Linked DNA regions of Xenopus laevis: region 1 is linked to region 2. The links are chromatin contacts, called in public Hi-C maps. All regions are on one chromosome and are shown on one strand. Each heading gives the region's core, a stretch centred on a gene start, on an enhancer-like site or on the middle of the called end of the contact. The rest is flanking DNA. Distances are from core to core; before and after follow the strand shown. Region 1 has its middle 6.4 kb from the start of best4.S. Region 2 has its middle 8.1 kb from the start of plk3.S.

Region 1 (3,305 bases), core at 143-2,642, 46 kb before region 2:
TTTTTATTCATCTGTGATACTGCAGATTGCATTAATATTTCTTGCTCTATTAACATAAGAAAAATACTCACCTCCATTATCTGCATCCTTAAGAATTGATTATCAACCTTGCCACCCATTCTCTGGATATTGCTCTACGCGGCATCATCTTACAAAAATGACCTCCACCCAGGGCCACCTCTGGTAACTTTAAGAGGCAAATTTCCATTTTTTAACACAGAAATTTGGCTCTGCTAGTGCAGCAAGCGCAATAGCACTCACTACACTTGCGATGCAACCCCTCCTGGACCCACTCTGACCCTAAAAGTTCAGAGCGAGAGGGGGGCAGCATTGGGGCTGCTGCCTCACCAATAGCATTTACTGGCTTAAGATTGTCGGTTATGTCTTACAGTCAGTAGATGATACTTTGGCAAGTTTTGAGTAATACCATAGGATAATTTATGATTGGAATGCTGGGCATACACAGGTACAATCCACCATGTTTTTGCACTTTGTACCAGGTCTTCCAGCCTAGATGAATAACCATTTTGGCACATTGATGTCGCACCCCATAACTATCCGCTAATTTGTTTATCATTGGTGCGTTGGCTCTGCAGAAGGCAACCAGTCCCAGAGCAGAAATGTCTGTCTCTTTCTCTTACTTGACCAGTTGCTGGCTTCCTCTGGTTCTGGAGTCAGATACAGGAATTATTATTGAAGCATGCCCAGAATTACCACTGATGCAATGTGTGGGTACATTTTAAGGGACTCACGTGGTAAAAAGAGAGTTGGAAATATAGGAAAAGTTTGGCTTTTCTTGGTCAATTAACATTTCTTTGGGGTGGGGGGGAGATGGTTTGACTTTTGCTCCGCCACTGTTTGGAAGGCACTCTGTATGGTCTATGCAAGTCACATGCTCTCCAGAAAGGAAGAAGAGATATATCAATGGCAAACAAAAAAAAAATACTAGCTTTAGCCTGGCACAGGATGAAAAGCCACCTGTTGTGCTGGCTTTTGATCTAGATTGCCTTGAGACTACAGACTAAAGTAAAAGCACATTATGGCCTTCATACTTATATAAGTCCCCATCACCTATAACACTTTCTGAGTTTTTAAAATAACAGAAGAACTTTGGGTGGAAACGCCAATCACAATTAAATTTGCCTTAGACAATATATTTTTAAAAATGTTGGCAAGCAATTATTTATGGAACTCCATGTTAAACATCTTAGGCCTGGAACACCATCCCATAACCTAATGTGTCTGCTTTTATCTATGTATAAGTAAGAAATTGCTTAAATAAAAATATCAATTAATCAACAAAAGTCTACTGCAGGTGGAAACGTTTCCACTAGGTGGCACTACAACACAAGCTAGTCAGAGCTTCTTTGTTTAGAGCTGTCAACTCTCCCATATTTAAACACGAGGCTTAAGTGGAGCAAGGGTCATAGTTTAATTGCTTGTGTTTTCAAATGCAAGGAGTCTGACTGGTAAAATGAGAGAGCTGGAGGTGCTGGTGCTTGAGGGAAAATATGATGTGATTGGTGTGGCTAAAACATGGCTCTGAATGAGTTGCATTGTTGGGCAGTTAATATATCAGCAACTATACTTTGCTTCGGAGGGACAATAGAAAAGAAGTAGGGGTATGTCTGTTAGTTATGCGGGATTTAAAAGCAAATATAAAGGAGGAGGTGATGTTAAAAAAATAAGGGAGGTGAAGTCTTATGGATGGAGCTCTTCACTGATTGTAAAAAGTCCAGCAAATTAATTATAGGAGTATACTATAGACTCCCTAATTTGAGTATATTAACAGTAAAAACAAATTTTGTCCTAGTGAATGGCATTATGAGCAGCAACCAGCATGGCTTTATGAAGGATAGGTCATGTCAGACAAATTTGATTGCTTTTTATAAAGAGGAAATTAAGATGCTGGACAGTGGGGGAGCAGTAGATGTGATCTATTTAAATTTTGCCAAAGCATTTGATACCGTGCCCCAAAACAACTGCTTGAGTGTGGTTATTAATGGTATATGCACTACTTGGAGAAAGATTTTTTTGTGGTGTGTGTCCCTCAGGGCTCAGTATTGGGTCCACTTTTTTTTAACTCGTTCATTAATAACTTAGGGGAGGGTATTGTAAGTAATGTATCAGTGTTTGCAGATGACACAATACAATGCAACCTAATTAATTCCATCCAGGATGTGGCATCCTTGCAACAGGATCTTGACAAACTGGCAATCTGGGCAGCTAAGTGGCAAATGAGATTCAATGTTGATAAATGTAAAGTCATGCACCTGGGATGTAAAAATATGCAAGACACATATAATGGGACTGCACTAGGTTGTAGCTGTACTGGCTGTAGTAAGCAATGCTACAGCAGTTGTAAGGGCAAACAAGGTCTTGTACTGTATTAAAAGGGGCATAGAGTCACAGGAGGAGGGGTTCACTCTTCCACTGTATAGAGCACTGGTAAGGCCCATCTAGAATATGCCATACAGTTTTGGTCTCCAGATCTCAAACTGGACATTATTAACTATGTATAAATATATAAGTAGGTCTTTCCAGCTGACACGTGGGCATCCATTCTGAAGAAGAAAGGAGGTTCCATCTAAATATTCGGAAGGTGTTTTTACAGTGTGAGAGCTGTGAAGATGTGGAATTCTCTCTGAATCAGTTGTACAGGCTGATACATTAGATAGCTTTAAGAAGGGGTTTGATTGCTTTTTAACAAGTGAGGGAATACAGGGTTATGGGAGATAACTCATAGTACAAGTTGATCCAGGGACTGGTCCAATTGCCATTTTGGAGTCAGGAAGGAATTTTTCCTCTGAGGCAAATTGAAGTGGCTTCAATTTAGATTTTTTGCTTCCTCTGGATCAACTAGCAGTTAGGCATGTAAGACCTTAAAGGTTGAACTTGATGGACGTGTGTCTTTTTTCAAACTAATTTCAACCTAATTTACTATGTTACTATGTAACTTTCTATGGTTAGGGCATAATTTGTCATAGTTGGCGTATGTTTATTAATGGTTGAAATTTCCCGGAAACTGATATCTGTAATTTATAGCACAGGGTTTGTTGTGCATGTGTGAAAGGCAGGGAAAAGGATCTAATTTTCTCTGAACAGGAAAAAGCACAGCACATGTAGGATTTCCCATGAGACTGAGTAGAAGCTGCCATTTTTTTCTCATAGTCCAGAGCTGAACTGGTGGCCCATTGGATGCATTCTAGAAAAAGAAAAAAAGAAAAAAACAGACAGCCTGTAGATGCATTTCCTGCTGATCACAGCCTTTAAATACCTCAGGTTTCTTAATTTAATAATGAAAT
Region 2 (3,434 bases), core at 46-2,545:
ATGAAAGAGGAGGTTGGCAGAATCAAGTGGCAGACAAAGTGCACCAGCCTAGTCGCTTCTCAAGTGGTTTGTATATACAAGCATAATGCTGCTACTTTCCACTACCTTCTGGCAACAACGTTAGATATGATCCCAAAGATCATGTTATTTTATGCAAATTGTCAAAAAAAAACAACCGAATTACAGCGAAAGTAACCAATATAAAGTGAAATCTTTCTTATGTACAAACTAGTAGAAACAGACTTATTGCTGCTCCTAAACACACTGGTTCTACTCTGTGAAGTACTCTATGAAAAGGCTTTACGTTTACTACAGTTGAGCAGATCTGCCATTCATCATAACAGCCAAAAAGGCAGATTCTTCGCCATTTTGGCCATGAAAATGTGTAGCTAAAGTCCAGATCCATTATCAACAATAAAGATGAACTACAAGTACCATCTTAGAAATTTGGGGCCTGCTCAGTGTCTAATACATGGAATATATCAACCACATCAGCTAAAAACTATATTCTGGTTGAGTATCTAGTATTGTAATTAAGTGACTATGTGCAGCGAAATCATAAAATATAATACCATTTTATTTATACAACACTTACGTTAAAATATTCTATCCCATAAAAACAAAAAAGCAAAGCACAGCATTTGGAGGGGCCCCCTCAGATAAATAAGGCCCTGATCCAGTCATTAAACACATGCCTTAAATGATATATATATATATATATATATATATATATATATATTTATTTATATATTTATATATATAATATATCACTAACCAGAATGATTAATAGGCCACCTGACATAATGTTGGTGATTACTATTGCCAAGTTCTATAGCTAGGCGTCAACATTTGTGCCTTAGTACATCCAACTCAAACATTTTTTTACACTTCACAACATAGAAAGAGTCAACCTGAGGGGGAACATGTTTTAAATTATAGAATTGCTGTTCAGAGTGTGTTACTTTCCTAGAAAAGAAAAGTGTAGCACAATATAACTCTATGTTATTAGAGTCAAACACTGCAAAAGTACAGAACCAGAAGGGTTAAATGACTGTCTACGTTTCTGTTCTGTCTGTAAGTGATTGGTGTGTCTGACAAGCAGATGTTATTTGTTATCCGTCCTGGGAGAAGGACCCTTTATGAATGCAAATTGTTATGATGTGTTAAAAGCAATGAGCATCTGGTGAACAGAATCACAATAAGAGACATCCCCATAGCCACACAATCTACAGCACTGTGATTCCAGACAGCTTGACTTTTTTAAGCAGCTTTCAGTGGTCTGAGTCACTTCCTGGTTGGTAGAGCCTGTGATGTCACATGTATATATTGCCAAGAGATAGGTTATGGCCCAGGTCAGCATGCTCCATTAAATTGGTGATTGTATAATATCCACTGTGCGTCATTCCCTGAACACAGTGGTAATAATGCAGCCACATATATTCATAATATTATACATCAGTGCTGTCCAACATATGGTGGCACAGATATATAATATACAAATATATATATATATATACAGTATATATATATATATATATGTATATATCCTGGTTTATATGCAAATATATACTATATCTAGCTGCCAACTTTTTTCTAATTTCAAAGGGACAACCTGTACTTTGAACTTTGTATCATGAAATTTTTGTTGCTGCAAATGTAACAGCATGAAACTGTATCTAAAGAAGCAGAATATCTGCCAGGGTCAGAAAGCAATTAATGTTCTAAATCAGTCTAGAATACACAAACACAACCGAAGCTAGTAATTATACTCTTGTGGCATATCATTAGGTAGTAGGTTCAGTGCAACATTGCCCATAGCCAACACAGTTTTTACAGTAAGAAAAATAAAAGCACAAATCTAATGATTGCTATGGTTTTTGAGGAAGAGGGGTTAAATATATATATACTTCACACTGGAATTTGCATTGTATTTGTATAAAAACACTCACTACACATTACACTGACTCAACACTAACCCCATTATAAAGTGGTTGTATGCATGCCTTTCCCCATCAGCTTTCTGAGCCAGATTGCAAACTTCTCGTGGTCTCTGTGGTTCCAACACTAGTGATGTGTGATGGGACACATTCATTGACTTGTTTTGTGTGAAATTTTGCTTGTCTGTATCTATCCAACACCTGCATTTTTTTGTACCTAGCACCACTGTTCTCTTAATGCAAATGCAGTGTGCAGCATGTATAGCCAAAAGGGAGCCATATTTTCTTTATCTGTCATCAGCCATGTAATTAGTGCAACCTCCCTTAGCACATTGCAATTGTGCTTGCTCTTTTTTACCCATGCAATACCCAGTGCAATAGAAAGGCATGTTATCCCATGGCCATCTTACATGACTCCCACAATGTCATAAGCAGAACTTGACCTGTATTTATTGGCTCAGTTTTTGCAAAAATCTCATTTTGAGGTTACCTTTACCAGGTGCAATTTATTTGTGAATAAAATTGCATCTGAACCAGTTGACCTGATCCAGTTGTATGCCCCAATAATGTCAGGAAATGCAGCACAATCAACAGGCACACCTAGCAAGCTTCAAAGGTGGTAGGAGATGGAAGGAGATTTTTCAGTTTCTGAGAGGGAGCATGAGAGACAGCCTGCACTTATTCAACCTGTCAGAGATCAGACTGACTGGGGAAGCCTAATAATAGCAAGTCTAAATGAAAAACTATAATGGCTGAATTTGCACCCTTTATTGGTTGGCTAGTGAGTCAAAATTGATTCAGAGAGGTTAATGCTAAATAGTTAGTCAATTTTAATGAAACCCATAGAAAGTTATTAGGCATTTGTGCACATGACATTGTTTCAGGTTTGAAAAGCTATCTACCCATAAAAAGGGCAGCAACCAGAGTGAGTTATCTGTGGCACATGGTTGAGAGTGTCACTGGCAGGTATTTTATGGTTATAGTAGCTTGTGGTCTGGAACCCCTAAAACTTCATTATTCAACATGAAGGTTATGTAAAGTGTTCCTTACATACATTGGTTTGGACTGTTCTGATTCAGTTTTGTAAAAGTTGAAAATCTAACAGCAATTCTGAAGCATAAAAAGCCAGAATCCTTAGACCATTATGCAGCATAAAAACGATTTGTTAATAAAAAGTGGTTTTCTTGGTTAGGCATTTGCCAAAGGCAATACAATTAAAAGTATCTTTAGTAAAAGGAGAAAGTAATGTTTTATCTTGCATGTCATGCTGCTTTAAAGAGCTATAATTATTTATACAAATAGCAGTGTTAGAAAGTAAGGCAAAGTCTATTCCAGCAAATACAGTTTTGAGTTTTATGTTGACTCCACACCAGTTAATTACATTTAAACATGTCACATGAATATAGCAAAGATTATTTACCACGCTCTCTATCTCTTAGGTATGAATAGATAGGCTTGTATCCAGAAAGGATTCTGTATACATCATACACAGCAATT

Evidence for each region. A called contact is a pair of places that touch in the nucleus more often than the background predicts.
Region 1: a contact with region 2 is called in a Hi-C map of the XL177 cell line, with 6 times the contacts expected there. The contact joins two enhancer-like sites. A contact is called at or near these places in 3 of 4 Hi-C or Micro-C datasets (the XL177 cell line, the XTC cell line and animal cap).

The regions. Positions count from the first base shown.
Region 1 is chr4S:71,185,583-71,188,887 of Xenopus_laevis_v10.1, reverse strand. No RefSeq gene overlaps it. Among protein-coding and RNA genes, the nearest start is that of best4.S, 6.4 kb to the left of the region's middle. Within about 2 kb of position 1,392, at least 1 of the 7 cell types and tissues checked has an H3K27ac peak or open chromatin away from gene starts, as enhancers often do.
Region 2 is chr4S:71,139,517-71,142,950 of Xenopus_laevis_v10.1, reverse strand. No RefSeq gene overlaps it. Among protein-coding and RNA genes, the nearest start is that of plk3.S, 8.1 kb to the right of the region's middle. Within about 2 kb of position 1,295, at least 1 of the 7 cell types and tissues checked has an H3K27ac peak or open chromatin away from gene starts, as enhancers often do.